Regions from separate parts of the Callithrix jacchus genome. Here regions 2 and 3 are each linked to region 1. Evidence: chromatin contacts called from public Hi-C data. All regions are on one chromosome and are shown on one strand. Each heading gives the region's core, a stretch centred on a gene start, on an enhancer-like site or on the middle of the called end of the contact. The rest is flanking DNA. Distances are from core to core; before and after follow the strand shown.

Region 1 (3,281 bases), core at 403-2,902:
GGGAGACTCTGTAGAGGGGCACCCAAGGACTGATGCCCAATCCAGTCCCACCAGTGTGAGCACACATCTACACATGCTTATATGGTCACACACACATGGGCTCAGTCAAGCTTGTACACACCTGTGCCTCATGTCCCTGCAGATGCACATGCTTGCACACCTATGGCTGCACACACACACCTGGCATGGCTGGGCTCTGGGCTTTGCCCACAGGTTCCCTCCTGGTGATAGCTATTCACAAGCCTGAAACCCCACTCCCAGAGCTCTGATTCCAGGAAGGAGGAAAAGGGTTGAGGGTAGGGATTGGGGTGAGATAGAACTGACCCCAAGTGGCTCTAGACAATGGAGGGCAGACTAGTCCTGGAAGGTCTGAGCTTTCCGACCTCTCCTCGAACCCCCTCCCAACCCAAGAGCTGACTCCAAGGTCCAACAGAAAAACCCTGGCAGCCTCTGGGCTGGGGCTCAGCTTAGAGCTCTGGGACCGTCACCTGGGTCCTCACCTGAAGGGCCTCTTCCACTTCTCACAAGCCTTACTCTCCAGGGGCTCTGGCTCAGGGGCCAGGGCCAGGGCCAGGGCCAGAGTCTCAGTTCTCTCCCTTATCACATCGCCTAGGGTGTCCGGGCTCCTGGGAGAGGTAATGAAGCTCAGAAAGGCCAAGGGACCAAGCCAACCGCTCCTTTCCCCAGCACAGGACACGGTGAAGACTGGAATTCCCAGTGAAGAGAGTTCTGTGTGGGCACAAGTGCAGCGGGCACGCATGCAGGCTCCTAAGACCACACAGTTCTCTGCAGGTGTCCCGTGGGCCCCGACCACTTGAGGGTCGTGGGACTGGGCTGTGCACAATATACAAGTACAGTCGACGGCCTGGGTCGCCGCTGGCAGGCGGGGATGGGAGGCAGAACCCAAGGGTCGAACTGGCCCATTCCCACTCTTACTCGCTGATGCTCACGGTCCGCTTGGCAGCCTTCTTCAGCTCCTGGGACACCCGCGCCTGCTTGGCCCTGGTTGAGTGAAAAGCGTCCCGAGAGCTGGCGCGAAGCCTCGCGCGGAGGCGGGGCGCGACCCGGTCCCTTCCCCTAGGGGGCGGCTGCGGCCCTCCTCCCTTCCAGACAACTGAGAGTCCCGACTCCTCCCTGCAGGGGCGGGGCCGTTCCTCAGAAGGGGCGGGGTCTCTGCCTCACCGCTCCCGGCGCTCGTTGCGCAAGTTGCGCTCAGCCGCGGCGCTGGCCTTGCGCTGCACAAGCCTCTCCAGCAGGTCGCGCGCCTCCTCCTGGAGCCTGCGCAGTGCCGCCTCCTGGAGCCCGGCGTGCGCGCGCAGCGCCTCATAAGCTTGCCGCTGCGCGGCGTTCTGTACCCGCTGATCCTCCACTTGCCAGGCCTGCTGCACCCGCGCCTCTCTCAGCTGCACCACGCGGGCCTCTAGGGCCGCCAGCCTGAAGGATGGAGAGAGTGGATGGCGGGTCCCTAGACTCCCCCGTCACTGCCTAGTGGGAACCTGCCTTGGGGCCAAGACAGACCTGCCCCTGCCACGGGGCCAGCCGGGTGGCTAAGCCAGGTGTCCCCCAAGCCTTCGCCCTCAGAGCCCTGCCGTTCGCTTCTCTGGCACCAACTGATGGGCTCAGGGGGCGTTCGGGAGGACATGGGGAAAGCTCTTGGCTGGTGCCATTCCCCTGCCTTTGTCGTAGTTGGCCCCGGGCCTCCCTGTCAGTCCCACCCGCGCCCGCGCCTCACCTGCTTCGCCGCTCCTGCAGCTCCGACTCCAGGGTGCCCAGGGCCGCGCTCTTCTCCACCACCTGGTAGGCCATCTGGGGGCAGACAGGTGGGCACCGCGGCGCTGAGGCCTCTCCAGGCCTCCAGTCCTTCCCAGGCCAAAGGCGCTAAGGGACAGTCGGCTGCTCCCCTGCCCGCCCCCTTCCTAAAAAGAAAGCTGAGCCCCACACAGGTTTGGGACCTTGCACAGGGATAGGCTGCTATATGTGGAGCAGTGGAAGGGCCTCGTGCTCTGGATTCAGCCCTGGGTCTCAATCCTCGCCGGGCCGCTTCGTTTCTCTGCTATCCTACTAGGAACCTCTCTGGCAAGAGCAACCCCCTCCACTGCCCCGCCTGAAGAGTGAGAAGCCAGCGCTCCGCTCCCAGCGCCATGCAGAATCAGGACTCCCAGTGCAGCCGCTGGCAAATGCCCATCCGGCGCTCGGGCGCCATGATGCTCCCAGCACGCCACATACTTCTTCCCTCCTCACCACACCAAGAGCCTGGCACTACCACTCTCCCTTCGCAGACTAGGGCAACGACAGAGAGTTTTAAGTGCCTTGCCCAAAGTCAGGTAGCTAAGAGATTTGAGCCCAAGCCACCTAACTGCATCAGCCTCCAGGCAAAGCACTGGTCAGGCGATGTGAGTTCTGTTCTCCACTCCTCCCAGTTGCTTCCTGGCCTCGTCCAACCCAGGCCTGCCCAAGCACAGGTCTCAGCAGCGAGAAGCCCTTCGCAGAGCAAATAACACTAAGATCAGGCATGAACTTGGGGAGCCAGGGTCCAGACTCAATACAGAAGCAGCCTGGCAGCCCAGGACCTCTCCTCTCAATACGGGAGCAGCCTGGCAGCCCAGGGCCATTTCATCTGCACCCCTGCCTCATTGACATGCCTTCAACCCAGAGCCAAGCAGGGTTGATGGGAGAGACAGACCCCAGGCAAGGCAGCTCCGACCAGGGTGGCAAGAGAACATGAGGGCCAGAGGCGCCTCTGGTACAGACCGCCTTGTTGCTAATCTTCCTGTGTTCTTCTCATGTGGGCCTGGTGAGGACAGACTGAGGAGCAAGGTTGGTGCTGGCACCTGCACTGACATGACACCCTATGTGAGTGAATCTGTGGAGAGGGAACCTGCACATGCGGGGTGGGGCACCTTTATTCATAGTTGGCCCCATTTATAACATAATTCTTTTCACCACTGAGCAATCTGATAAACACCTCCACTTTTTCACCTGTCACTTGCTTTCAATTATGTTGTGTTACACTATTCAAGTTTATTGTATACCTTTTTTTTTTTTTTTTTTTTTGAGACGGAGTTTCGCTCTTGTTACCCAGGCTGGAGTGCAATGGTTTGATATCAACTCACTGCGACCTCCGCCTCCCAGGTTCATGTGATTCTCCTGCCTCAGCATCCTGAGTAGCTGGGATTACAGGCACACACCACTCCTGGCTAATTTTTTGTATTTTTAGTAGAGATGGGGTTCCACTATGTTTGCCAGGCTGGTCTTGAACTCCTGACCTTGTGATCCACCCA
Region 2 (3,281 bases), core at 334-2,833, 410 kb before region 1:
AACTGAGGTGCTGCAGGATTAGGTAACTTGCCCAAGGGGCCCCAGCCAGGAAAGTGGGGACAACAGGGACACTGAGGTGGTCTGGGTGGAGCATCTGTGTCCTCACATCCTTGCTACACCACCTCTGTCACCTTGAATCATGCCATCTTGAATTACAGACCCTCCTGCCCTGCAGGGTTGTGAGCGTGGTGGGGCACTGAAAGGCATGACTCTGGCCATGAGGTGGCCTGGACTCACTGACTCGACCTGGTGGCCTGGATAACTCAGAGCAAGTCCTCACTTCTCCTGTTTCCTCATCTGCTAAATGGGATCATAACATCTACTTCCCAGGGTTGCTGTGAAGCATCCACCATACAACATAGATGGGAAGGTCCCGCAGGGTGCATGGGACATGGGTCAATACACGACTTCTCTCCCCCATGTGCCTGATTCTAAACACAGCAGCCCAAATCTGCCATGACAAGGGTGGCAAAGAGGTAGCTCTGGTGGCTTGTACTGGAGCAGCCATGTGTGGATAACATGTTGTTTAGGGCCTCTTCTAACCTTTTGGGGTAAAAGTGGAAATGTCCCCTGGGATGACCCCCTCCCTCCTGGGTCCTGGGACATCTGCCAGCCAGGGCAGACTCCTGTGTGCCAGGGACCCGGCCCTGATGTCACGCAGTTCATCGAGAACAGCTGCTGCAGGCACATCCGCCAACATTTACTCCCCAGCACTCAACTCTCCACCCTCCCCTTCCTCCTATCTCTGCCCTGTCCCTGGCCTCAGCTCTATGGCTCCATTCCAGTCACCCTGGGCAAGAAGAGCTGGGCAATGTGAGTGACAGCAGAATCGCCACCAAGGCACTGGCTTATATCCAGGCGCCACGCTGACCTGCTGAATGACCTTGAGCTCAGCCCCACCCGTCTCTGGCCTTGAGTCTGCAGCTGGGCTGGATAATCCCTAGGGTCAGCCGGGTGGCTGGGCGAGTCACGTGCCCTTTCACAGTGGCCTTCATGAGTCAACAGCCCAGGAAGTGATGTCAGGTTAGGGAGGTGTAGAGGGGGCAGGGAGGCCTGGAGGGTAAGAGAAGATATTTTGAGGGCAGGCAGGTTCCCCCCACATCACTGCTGGACAATGGTCTGGGGCCAGGAATGGAAAATTCTAGTCTTACTTGGGCCGAAAATAGCATGAGGCATCAGGGCAGGAACCTCACCCTCAAGGTGAGTGGCCTGGGCATTGAGCAGCAAGGCCGGCTGTGCATACCAAGGGGCCAGGCAGTCCAACAGGGTTCCCGAGGTGGGGTCTTGCGCCATCCCTGGTTTGCCCAGGGTCTCCAGTATTCACCCCCACCTGCGCCTGCCACAGGATTAGAAGGTGAATAAGCCCCTCCTGTGTCCTTATGGTCCTATGTCCCAAGAAATCTACAGGCAGTGGTTCAAGGAGAGCTTCCAGGCTCTAGGCAATGGTATTGTCTCCATCCACCATGGTGTCTGGTTTGGGGCAGATGCAGGAGGGTAGGTGGGCAGGACATGAGAAGAATGGTGACCAGGGAACTTGGGCTTGGGGAGGTCCTAGCCTACCCCAACCACAGATGCACACTCAAGGGCCCCCAAAATCATGGGATACAATCCCGCCTCCAGGTCTAAGCAGGGCTGAGAGGGTCAGAGCTCAGCATTCACACTCTCAACCAGCAAAGCTCACCTGGGGAGGGGATCCCTATAAACTGGGATGAGGTTCAGCTTGAGCAGCAGTTGGTAGAAAAGGGAGTGGCTCGGGTCTGCAGGAAAGGCTCAAGGATGGTTTGTAAGAGGCAGTCACTAAGAAAGCTCAGAAGGGCCGGGTGCAGTGGCTCACACCTGTAATCCCAGCACTTTGGGAGGCTGAGGCAGGTGGATCATTTGAGATCAGGAGTTTGAGACTATCTTGGCCAACATGGCAAAACCCCATCTCTATTACAAATACAAAAATTAGCTGGGCATGGTGGCACGTGCCTGTAATTCCAGCTACTTGGGAGGCTAAGGCAGGACAACTGCCTGAACCCAGGAGGCGGAGGTTGCGGTGAGCCGAGATCGTGCCATTGCACTTCAGCCTGGGTAACGAGTGAAACTCCGTCTCAAAAAAAAAAAAAAAAATGCTCAGAAGGACATTGGCTACATTAACAGAAGTATAGAACCTAGAATGTGAGAGGTGAATATCTCACACTATTCTGGGCATGTCACCCACATGGCACAGTGCAAAGTAATCATTTGGGTTACAGTCTGTGATGGGTCTCTGTCACATGAGGGCGCTGTGGAGTCAGGCTCCAAATACAACAACCTTTGGGGATGCCTTGGGAGCGTGGGAAGGGTAGAGAGGTCAGAGGCAGGCAGAGTGGGCCCACAAGGAGAGTGGGAGAGGAGCGGGTCCCTGTCCTTCAGATCAAGAGTGAGGCCTGTCAGCTTTGCCCTATCCCTGTTCAAAGGTTAGGGCTGGGCCCTGTCCAGCTGAGCTCCACACATCAGCCCGGAGTGGTCCTGGCTAGACCCAGAACCTATCATGGATGAGACCCATCTTCCCCATGCTAAGTCCTGACCCAGCCTGAGCACCATCCTGCCATGTATCTGGGATTTTCCCAGAAGGAAGAGGATGGATAGGAGGTGGACTGAGTCTCTTTCATATTTACCCCCAATGCAAAGGAATCCTTAGGGTCAGGGCAAGGAGGGAACCCTGACTTGGCCTCCTTGTGACCTAGCTCCAACCCTACCTTCAGCCTAGAGCCAGCTGTCCAGACTGCTTATGGCTCCTGTACACCCTGCCCTCTTGCCCCATGTCTTTGCCTGGGAGGCATCCTGCATGTGGGTGTTCTCCTGGTGAGCTGCTTTTCTCAGAAGCTACAACTCAGGAGTCTCTCCACTCCAGGAACCCTTCCCTGATCCCCAGCTCACAGGCCCAGCCACTCGGCATTATCCAATGATGTGCTAGAGTGACTTGTACCTGCTTGCAAGAACCAATTGTTAAATTTTCGGAAATTTTACAAGGAAGTTGACATCATGTTTATAGTTTGAATTTGGCCATGATAAGAGTTTTTGCACCATGGAAATGGGCAGTTCTACAAAGAAGGGGTTCCCAGTTAAATTGGAGCTCCAGTTAAATGATTTCACATTTATCAGCACAAGACTGGCCATCACCTAAACTGGAAGATCTCAAGGTCTCAGACTGCACCTGACTCTTCTCTGTGCTCGGCACAGAGTCAGACACAGAAGTCAGCTGGCTTTAAAGTGGGGGATGACTGGGGCTGGGCACAGTGGCTCACACCTGTAAT
Region 3 (3,281 bases), core at 347-2,846, 360 kb before region 1:
TCATGGATTGGAGACACATGGGAGAGGCCCAAAGTCAGCCCCATCCTGCCCAGGGATGCAGCTTCACCCACTTCCCTCCTCTGCCTTGGTGCTCTGAGAATCTTATTTAAAATGCAGGTCCTGTCTGAGTGTGGTAGCTCATGCCTATAATCCCAGCACCTTGGGAGGCCAAAGAGGGAGGATCACTTGAGGCCAGGACTTTGAGATCAGTCCTGGCAACATAACAAGACTTCCACCTGTCTCTACAAAAGCTTTTTAAAAAATTAGCTGGATGTGGTGTCATGTGCCTGTAGTCCCAGCTACTTGGGAGGCTGAGGCAGAAGCATTGCTTGATCCTGGGAGTTCAAGGCTGCAGTGAGCTATTCAGTATGATTGTACTACTGCACTGTAGTCTGTCACTGACAGAGTGAGACTCCATCTCTTAAAAAAAAAAAAAAACAAAACCAAAAACAGATCGTGATTCAGAAGATCTGGGGTCAGGTACGAGATTCTTCAAGATTCTAACAAGGTCCCAGATAGGCCTAAAGATCACACTTTGAGCATGAAACTCATTTGTAGCTTGGGTGGACCCCAAGGCCAGGGCCCCTGTCTTCTCCTGTTCACAGGTATCCTCAACTCCCATCTGCAGTAGAACCTGGCATGGGCATATGGGCACCCAATATACGAGGTGGCTGGCTGTTTTATTGTGGGTTCCTGACTGGGCACATAGGTGTGCGTGGGTCCCCGGGCCTGTGTGTCTACTGCATGTCTCTTGTTACATGTGTAAAAAGTGAACAAAGATGCATGTATACAATAATGATGAAATAAAAGTAGCTAAAGTTTAAAAAATAGCTAATCTTTATTGAGCACTATGCCCAGGCAAGGAACTAGGAGTGTTACATGCAGTACCTTATTTAATTCTCATAACAACTCCTATGAGATGAGAAAACTGAGGCTCAGAGAGGTTAAGGGAGTTGCTCAAGATCGCACAGTGGATAAGTGTCAGGACTGGAATATGCATGTGCACCTATGTTGATCAGTGTACCCATCTTGGTGCATGTGAGCTTGTGGGCATGTGTGCTATTGGTTGGGTACAGGGGATGCAGGAGGTGAGTAGCAGCAAGGATGTAGTGGGCAGGGTAAGAGCCATGCAGGATGATTCAGAGTGTGAGCTTTCCGCAGGCAGAAAGACAGAAAGAGACCTAGGTGGAGGGAGATGCAGGCAGGAGGCGGCAAGTCTGGGCCTGAGTCTTCATACTGCAGGGCCAGCTTTCACTTCCTCCTCTGTGGAATGAGTGGGATAATATTTGCCTCATGAGACTCTGCTGTGAGAAAGAAGCTGATAACAATACAAGTGTGCCACACAGGCCTGCCTGGCACACAGTAGGCACTCAGGATGTGTGAGCTGGTCCTTCCTTCCCCTAGGGACTGAACTGTTTGGGAGTGGCTTGTGCCCCGACTGGTAGCAGCCAGCTCGCTGGATGAAAGGAGGCATCCTGGGGAGGGCTGGGATGAGTGAAAGGCATGGAAGGTGGAGAGGGTTGTAGCTGAGGGAGCACCCAGGGAGGGACAGGCACCCTAACAGAGCGCAGAAACTGACCCACCACCCTTGCCTTGGCAGAGACAGGAGAAGCTGCAAGGCTGGCGATGCCTCCATTCTGGAGAAGCCCTCTCAGGAAAGCAAACACCCTGTCCCTTGACTCAGCCCTCAGCTATGCCACACACATCTGCCCTCACGGTCCTGCAGGCCATGCCCACTGGAGACCAGATTTCTGGGCTGGGCCAGACATCACTTAGGCTGGGCTTTGGAAGTCCCAGTGACTCACTTGCCCTTCCTCGACCCTCAACCGGATCTTGCTCCTAGAGCCGGGGTCCCTGAGGCTGCCCACATGTGGGTGGCTCCCAGAAGGGGGAAGCTGTGAGGCTGCACTGGGCAAACCCTTACGCCTCAGCAAATCTGCTGCCTAAGTCCCTCCTTGTGGGTGGTGAGCTGCCTCATGCAGGGCTCTATAAAAAGGAGGTGGGTTGCTTGAGTAAGCGTCAGTCTCACCTGGGACCTGGAATGAAAGCGGCACTCAGGTGGATCCCCCAGGCCATCCAGAAACAGGTGCTGGGAGTGGAGCTCCAAGCACATTGCTGCTGAGAGCTGGCTCTGTGGGAGGCCGGACTGAAGTGCTGGAGGACCACAGGACTCACAGCATCCACCTCTTTCATCTTCCACATGAGGAGTCTCAGGCCAAGAGAGGGCCATCACCAGGCTGGGATCACCTGCAGAAGGCACAGATCCCACCCTAGCCACCCATCCAAGTTGCTGATGGGAGTACCTCCAGAGGCAGCTGTGGAAGGGTGACTCTAACGCCCCCGTGTGGCAGGAGAGGAGAAAGGCAGGGCTGGGCAGAGGTGTGGGAAACAGCCTCTTTGGATAGGGAGAGTCCAGTGCGAGATGCCCTTCCTGGGTAATAGGGTAAGGGCTCTCTCTACTTACACAGCCTCCATCCCTACAGATCACTCCAATCCAGTATCCATCTCCCCCACCAGACCGGGAGCCCCCATCAGACTGGGTAGGGCAAGGTTGGATCCATCATATCACTACAGCATGCTGGGAGGGCGTTGTGAGGGTTTGAGGAAGCGCTTTGAGTGGAATTGAATTCAGTATAAATGAAAGGAAATAGTGTGGAATGTAGAATGTGGACAAAGACATGAACAATATGTTCATTGAATCAATGTGGGTAAAAGCAGAAACTGTGTTGGTAATTGTTGAAGTGGGTGATGGGCACAGGGGTTCATTACATCATTCAATTCACTTTTGCCTGTGTTTGAAATATTTTGAAATGAAAGAATTAATAGAAAACATAAATTTCCAGCAATAGAAATCTAAATCAATTATGATACAGCTGTACAAAGGAATGTCCCCAGACATTAAAAATGCTGCTGTTGTTTTTATGACAGCTTTATTGATATATAATTTGTATAGCATACAATTCACCCATTTAAAGTATACAATTCAATGGTTTTTAGTATATGCACGAAGTTTTGAACCAGCACAGTCAATTTTAGAACATTTTCACCTTCCCCTAACAAAACTCCATATCCTTTAGCAGTCACTCTTCATTTCTCCCCAGACCTCCCCACCCCGCCGCCTATAAATTTACTTTCTGTCTCTATAGATGTGTCTATTTTGGATATTTTATATGAGTGGAGTCATACAATATGTGATGGTCTGTGTCTGGCTTCTTTGATTTAGCATAATGTTTTTAAGGTTCATCTATGTTGTAGCATGTATCAGTACATCATTCCTTTTT

What was found. A called contact is a pair of places that touch in the nucleus more often than the background predicts.
Region 2: a Hi-C map of skeletal muscle shows a contact between it and region 1, with 6 times the contacts expected there. The contact joins two enhancer-like sites. A contact is called at or near these places in 2 of 3 Hi-C or Micro-C datasets (both in skeletal muscle).
Region 3: a contact with region 1 is called in a Hi-C map of skeletal muscle, with 3 times the contacts expected there. The contact joins two enhancer-like sites. A contact is called at or near these places in 2 of 3 Hi-C or Micro-C datasets (both in skeletal muscle).

Annotation. Positions count from the first base shown.
Region 1 is chr10:68,131,474-68,134,754 of calJac240_pri, forward strand. ATG16L2 (autophagy related 16 like 2) reads right to left here. Exons shown (of 18, transcript XM_035264156.3): 4 at 1,733-1,806; 5 at 1,183-1,434; 6 at 937-1,002; 7 at 501-626. Among named protein-coding and RNA genes, the nearest start is that of STARD10, 22 kb to the right of the region's middle. Within about 2 kb of position 1,653, at least 9 of the 16 cell types and tissues checked have an H3K27ac peak or open chromatin away from gene starts, as enhancers often do. A contact at or near this core is called in skeletal muscle, where this site is marked.
Region 2 is chr10:67,720,583-67,723,863 of calJac240_pri, forward strand. It overlaps P2RY2 (purinergic receptor P2Y2), which reads right to left. Exons shown (of 2, transcript XM_035265516.3): 2 at 1-3,281. Among named protein-coding and RNA genes, the nearest start is that of P2RY2, 18 kb to the right of the region's middle. Within about 2 kb of position 1,584, at least 8 of the 16 cell types and tissues checked have an H3K27ac peak or open chromatin away from gene starts, as enhancers often do. A contact at or near this core is called in skeletal muscle, where this site is marked.
Region 3 is chr10:67,774,160-67,777,440 of calJac240_pri, forward strand. LOC118145596 reads right to left here. Exons shown (of 5, transcript XR_013523262.1): 5 at 2,917-3,281. Among named protein-coding and RNA genes, the nearest start is that of P2RY2, 36 kb to the left of the region's middle. Within about 2 kb of position 1,597, at least 2 of the 16 cell types and tissues checked have an H3K27ac peak or open chromatin away from gene starts, as enhancers often do. A contact at or near this core is called in skeletal muscle, where this site is marked.